Regions from separate parts of the Macaca mulatta genome. Here region 2 is linked to region 1. The links are chromatin contacts, called in public Hi-C maps. All regions are on one chromosome and are shown on one strand. Each heading gives the region's core, a stretch centred on a gene start, on an enhancer-like site or on the middle of the called end of the contact. The rest is flanking DNA. Distances are from core to core; before and after follow the strand shown.

Region 1 (3,225 bases), core at 384-2,883:
CACAGTTCCTCTCCAGGTTCACATGGTTATCTCTTCTCTGCACCATTGCCTCAGCCTCTTCCATGGCTGTCTTCATTAGGGATCCCCCAAAAGCAGACCCTGATATAAGGACTTGGGTTATGTAGTTTATGGGGTGGGGGGGGTGATCCTCCTAGAAGCAAAGCAGGCAGTGAGGAAATGAGGAGAAAGAACAATGAAGTGTATGTGAGGAGAAACAAACTCGGTCTCACTGGGCACCCTGAGGTATCTGTAGGGTGGAACAGGCTCATGTGAAAGCCCTTATCTTCTCGGACAGAGAAGCAGAGAGAGGGTGGCACACGGGGTGGGCCGCTGTCACAGTGTGAGAACCGTTTATTGCAGCTGGGGTGGCCTTGGGTGATGTAGGGCAGGGCATCAGAGCATCTGCAGCACTGGTCTCCTGCCTCAGTCTCCCCTCTCTCACCTCTCTCTGACCAGCAGCTGGAGGGGTGTTTCTGAGACGGTGTCTCAGGCTGCACTGGTATGCAAATGGGGAAGCAGGCAGAAAAACAGAGGGACAGACTGGCTCCTACAGGGGTCTTATAGAGGGACTGGCGCATGGTCCATGGGCTGCCTTGGGTCTGAGTTCACCCCTAACTGAGCTGGACTGGGTTGAAACAGGCCGAGGGTCTGTGATCAAATACCAGGATTAAATCTCAGGACATCAGATTTTATTTTATTTTAAAATAAAATGTGGTATTTATTTATTTATTTATTTATTTATTTTAACCTTTATTTTAAGGTTAGCTAAGGCTGACCTTAGCTTCGGATGAGAGAGGCGGGTGGCCCAGGAGGCCCAGGGAAGCCACCTGGGAGTTCGCACTGCCATAGGCAATCCACAGGCGGAGCAGAGGGAGTTTCCCTGTGCTGTTTGGCTAAGATATGAAAGTCATGAGGATGTATTTAAGTCGGCATTGATGCCAATTACTATCCTCATCTATGTCTGCAGAACTTAACAGAAAAAAACAATATGCCACTATTGGAGTATTGCCAGTGTTGGAAAATAAGTGAGTAAATGAGAGTCTCATGTGTGTCATGGGTTCGGCTGAGGAGGCAGCGTCTGGATGCCAGTGACTTCCCCAGCAGCCTCGTGGCTCGCCTCGCTCATGGGCCTCTCAGAGGAGCCGGGCTGCTGGGGTTCCCCGCTGACTGGGAACAGGATGTGTGGCCTTCAGCCAGAATCCCTTCGGGATCCTCTTGAAGGAGCAAGTTTTCTTATGTGCTGATTAGATAATTAGTCCAACAGCCATTCCCTGGTGCCAGGTCCTGGGCTGGGACGTGGGACCCGGAGATGGTTCAGACATGATTTCTGCTCTCAGAGGGATCACAGTCCAGGCTGTCTGAGGTGGGAGCAGAGTTCTGTGCTTCGATAGAGGTGACTTGCTGAGTCAAGGGAGACTTCCTAGAGGAGGTGACATATGAGATGGGTACGGGTATGAGTACGAGTAGAAGTTTGCTGGGTGGGCATAATGGGGCGTAGGTGGGGAGAACAAAGCATTCTTTTAACTCCATTTATGAAGCACCTACTCCACATGTCAGGACCCCGTCAGGTATAATGTGCATAAAAATGATAAACACAAGAATCCTGGTACTGAGGAAGCTGAGGCCCAGAGAGGCAAAGTGACATGCCCAGAGTCACACAGCACATCAGGGGCAGAGGGAGGACTCGAAATCTCCAAGTCCAAACCTTTTCCCACCCTTACTGGGCATGACCTTGGAGGACAGCACCGGGCAGCTGGTGAGGACACAGTACCCACTTGGGTTTGCTGAGCCCACCCCTCTATCTCTGACGAATTAGCACAAATAGATGTTGGGTATGTCTCAACTTCTTGTTTGTTTGTCGTTTTTGTTTGAGACGGAGTCTCACTCTGTCGCCCAGGCTGGAGTGCAGTGGTATGATCTTGGCTTACTGCAATCTCCACCTCCCGGGTTCAAGTGATCCTCCGGCCTCAGCCTCCCGAGTAGCTGGGATTACAGGCGCCTGTCACCACACCTGACTCATTTTTGTATTTTCAGCAGAGACAGGGTTTCACCATGTCAGCCAGGCTGGTCTCAAACTCCCAACCTCAAGTGATCCACCTGCCACAGCCTCCCACAGTGCTAGGATTATAGGTGTGAGCCACTGAGTCCGGCTCAGATAAGCCTTAATTTCTGTGTTGTCTCACTCCACCTCTCAGGTTGGGGACTGTGAAAATGTCTGCCCACAGGTAGGGCCGTGGCAATTCTCCAGGGTAGGTGGACTCGGAGAAAGGTTTTGCTGAGACAGCTGGAGGAGGCCAAGCCCAAGAGAACATTAGTGTATCAGGTGTGGTATCGGATCAGGGTCTGAGCCGGAATGCAGCTCTGTGTCACCTGCATAGTTCAGGTAGGGTCGGGGGAGAACAAGGCCAGAGGCAGGGGATGGAGGCTGAAGTATACCATATTTGTATGACTTAGCATCAGAAGTCACATAGCATCACTTTGACCATACCCTACTGCTCAGGGCCGTCACAAGCACCTGCCCAGGTTCAAGGGGAGAGGACATAAACTCTACCTCTTGTTGGGGAGTGGCAGGGTTCTAAAAGCGCATGTGAGATGGGAGCTCTTGTTGCAGTCATCTCTGGAAAAGGCAATTTGTGACACCCACTTTGTGGCTTGTATTTTCACTTTCTTTATGATATATTTTGACGAACAGAAGTTCTAAACTCTACAGTAGTCAAATTTATTGCACTTCTTCCTTTATGTTTGCATTTTCTTATGTCTTGTTTAAGAAGTTCTTCCATGGCTTAAATTCACAAAGGAATGTTCCTATATTTTCTCTTAATATTAACAAAAAAAGTTGGTTCTCACATGTTAAGCCCTTAATCCACCTGGAATTGATTTTTGTGTGTGGTGTAAGGTGCAGATCACATTTCATTTTTTCCAGAAGTGTCAGCACCATTCAGTGACTCGTTCTTTCTTCATCTGCAATGCAGCTGTCATTTATCAAGTTTCCATATGTGCAGGGGCCTATTTCTGGGTCTCCATTCTGTTCCATAAATCTGTTTATTTGCCACCTCTGCCGGCGGCCACACTTTCTTAATTTCTGTGGTTTTATGGTAAATCTCCATAGCTGGCGGGGCAGGACTTCTCACCTTATTTTTCTTCTTTGGGAGTATCTTGCCCTTTGCTCATCTATTTTAAAAAAAAAAAAAAGTTAGAATCAACTTGCAAAATTCTCCAAGAGAG
Region 2 (3,225 bases), core at 332-2,831, 37 kb before region 1:
GCACCGACCACGTATGCGGACACACGCGATGCGCCCACCGACGCCCACAGCCAAGCGCAGGCCCGCAAACGTGGACACCGGCGCAAAGCAGCCGCGCAAAGCCACGGATACACAAAGGCACCAGCAGCGGCGCGTCCCCGACTGCAAATCCACAAAGACCCACAAACATGAGATGCACGTGTCCGCACAAAGACCCACACGGCCCCCGGGCGGAGCCTTTGTCTCCCGCAAGCCCCTTCCCCTGGGTTAGCGTTCCCCACTCCCGCCCAGCCCCAGGCGTCCGGCTAAAGTTGAGGGGCCTTGGCGGGACCCAGCCCCGCCCCTGCGACCGGCGTCCCCCACCCGCCCGCCGAAGGGGCCGCGAGGCTGAGGTCGGGGACTCGGGATCTTCACCCGCAGCGCGAACTCTCGCCCCGTCCGGGGACCCACACCCACCTGGAAGCCTGCGCCGCAGCCGCCTCGGCACGCTCACCCCGGCGGCCCGGCCGCGGGCCCTCCGGCCGGCGCTTTTCTCCCGGCGGCGCGGCCCGCCCCCCGGTCCCCGCCCGCAGCCGGGCTCCCCCCTGCCGGGCGCCGGGTGGCTGCTCGGGCCAGCCGCGGGGCGGCTCAGGGAGTGTCGCCAAAGTGCCAGCCTCTCCCGGCGCGCGCCCCGCCCGCGGAGCCCGAGCCGAGCCCGGGTTCCACTCTAGGGAGCGTCTCAAAAGTGCGCAGCTCCTGCCCCCTCCAGTAGGCTTCCCTCACAGCTTCCTGCATCCCGGATCCCTGCCCCCTCCCCCTGCGCGCCCCAGCAATCTAAGCAGATGGCCTCACTGTCGGGAACATCTGGAGGTCGCCGGAGTACGTGCCTCTGTGTGTGTGTGTGTGTGTGTGTGTGTGTGTGTGTGTGTGTGTAGAGAGAGGGAATTAGTTGCTAGTAAGGAAGAGATGGGGTGGGTGGGTGAGGGCTTCCTCTTTGCTTGTTCACCGCCCTCCCCGTTTTTTTTTAAAGAGTGAAAGAGGTTCAGGGACGACAGGGAGCCAGAAACCAAGAATCTGAAGCAAGAGAAAGACTGGCTGAAAGACGAACCCACAGAGAAGAGAGAGCCCGGCTCAGGCAGAAAAGCTGGCAGGAGAGGAGAGAGAAAGTCAACAGATTGAGTTTTTCTTTTATGGAGGAAACCATTAGCTTCTGGTTAGAGTTCTAAGAAGGGAAACTGGCGTATGAGTAGGCAGCAGTTTCAATCTATTCCCCCTGCTGCAGCTCTTGGGCTCTCACCCCTCTTTATGCTAAAAAGAAAAAAAAAAAGGCAAGGGCGGGGGACAGGAAAGCATCCAAGACACTTTAAAATGAGGGTTTGCAGGAGAAATGACCTGGTGGACGCATTCCCTAGGAGGGGAGAGTTGGGTGTGTGGGTGGCTCCCAGTGTACACACCCAGACAATGCCTACCTCGGGAGAGGGGCAGTTCACAGGTGGGGGAGTTGATAGAGGCTTTGGTCTTGGGCCCTGGACCTCCCAGGAGCTTCTCCCAGACTTTGGAGGGCCTCGGGGTGCAGAAATTGGGCAACGTCCCCCCTGCAGTGGCCCAGACTCGTTAACACACCCAGTCTGTTTGCTGCTTCTTTCCTTATTACTTTTTCTTATTAAGTAAATTTAAAATTAAAAAAAAAAAAAAGGAGTTGCTTGGGCCTGGGTGTGTGCACGCATGCCAGTCTACTTTGGGAAGAAGGAAGACACTAGAGAGATGGTGAGGTAGGAGTAGAGGCCACTACCCTAGGCCTCAGGCCAGCAAAGTCATCTGCTGCCCAGAAAACAAACTGGTCTTACAGGTCCTCCATGCATTCAGAGCCATTGTGTGGTCTTGGGGATGCACTTGGTTTGAGACCTGTGGACCCTGCCAGTTAGGGATGTGCAGAGAAAAGGCTGGGAGCCTGGTCTCATATGTGTGGAAGCAGGGAGAGCTCCCCTCTCTCCTTTCCATTCATCGTCCTCACCTGATTAGAATCCCAGCTTTCAGAACTAGGAGGCCTTCTGTGATCATCCAGCTCACACTCCTCATGAGTCTTTGGGATGGCACCATGGGCCCTTTGGTGTCCAATGTCTTCCTCACTGTTGGGCTTAAAAGGGCTGCAGGGATTCAACTCCACAACCCCTGGGACCCATAGAGAGGAGTCAGGCCCCTCCCATTTCTCACCTTCCCATTCCTCCCCTCTCTAAAGGCTCCCTGCCTAGATGGGAGAGAGACCTGGATGGGAGCATCGGGTGAAGGCCAAGCTTGGTCAGGATTCAGTTTCCAGCCCTGCCACTTACCAGTTCTGGGTAACTTTAGGCAAGTTACCTAACCTCTCTGAGACTCAGTTTCTGCAACTGTAGAAGAGGCTATTCTGAGGAATAAACAAGGTAATTTAGGTAAAGCATTAGTCTGGCTCACAGGAAGCTCCTTTGTGTGGTTGTTAAATGTCTTCCGTCAGGAGCTGGGGTAGAGGTTGGCAAGCCCAGCAGGCTTGGGAGGGGAGCATGCCTGGGAATGGCCTCCGTACTCCCTGGCTTGTCTGGCTTATATTCCTGCTGCTTCCTCCCCTCCCATAGGGACATTCTTTGGAAGGAATGGCACCCCCCTCCCCTTGCCCTGGACTGACGATTTCCATCCTCTACTCCATGTGGAATTGTTTAGTGAGTCTCAAGTTCAGCATCTGAGAACTGGAGATGAAAAGACCCAACTGCCCGGGAACTCAGGGAAGCTAACTCCCACTGCATTGTGTGTGCAGGGTCTAGCCAGCTGCGCTGGAGGCTCCAGACCTCACGTTTAACACAAAAGTGATCAACAACCCTTCACACTTTGGCTGGTAGCTGGCAGCAGTTTCTGAGCACTTCCACATTCATCATTTCCTTTGATCTCCCCTTAGGGAGAGGTGGCCTTGAGGGGCTTCAGCTGATGGATCTCCATGAACTTTACCCACCTCCCCTCATAACTGTGCCTCCAGTTGAGAATCTCTGTGCCTCTAGACTCTCCTCTCCTTTCTACTGTCCACATTCCAGCAAGAGTGCCCTTTCTAAACTGCAGATCTGCAAAATGGATCATGACACTTGCCTGCTTAAAACCTTTCAATAGCAAAAGCCAAACTGCTTGGCGTAGCATTCAAGGCCTGTGTGATATGCCCCCACCTCACTTTCACTCTCCAGCATCAGTTCTGGCCACCCCCTCACACACGTCTCAAGCTCTAGTCCCCTAGTCACCTGGAAAGAA

The links. A called contact is a pair of places that touch in the nucleus more often than the background predicts.
Region 2: a Hi-C map of fetal cortical plate shows a contact between it and region 1, with 1.8 times the contacts expected there. The contact joins the promoter of TSKU here to the enhancer-like site in region 1. A contact is called at or near these places in 6 of 14 Hi-C or Micro-C datasets (blood, cortical neurons, fetal cortex germinal zone and 3 more).

What each region holds. Positions count from the first base shown.
Region 1 is chr14:77,146,684-77,149,908 of T2T-MMU8v2.0, reverse strand. No RefSeq gene overlaps it. Among named protein-coding and RNA genes, the nearest start is that of TSKU, 37 kb to the left of the region's middle. Within about 2 kb of position 1,633, at least 5 of the 40 cell types and tissues checked have an H3K27ac peak or open chromatin away from gene starts, as enhancers often do. A contact at or near this core is called in fetal cortical plate, where this site is marked.
Region 2 is chr14:77,183,832-77,187,056 of T2T-MMU8v2.0, reverse strand. It overlaps TSKU (tsukushi, small leucine rich proteoglycan), which reads right to left and starts at 1,581. Exons shown (of 2, transcript XM_077963942.1): 1 at 1,428-1,581. It overlaps LOC106993392 (a long non-coding RNA gene), which reads left to right. Exons shown (of 7, transcript XR_013404192.1): 6 at 1-849; 7 at 989-1,434.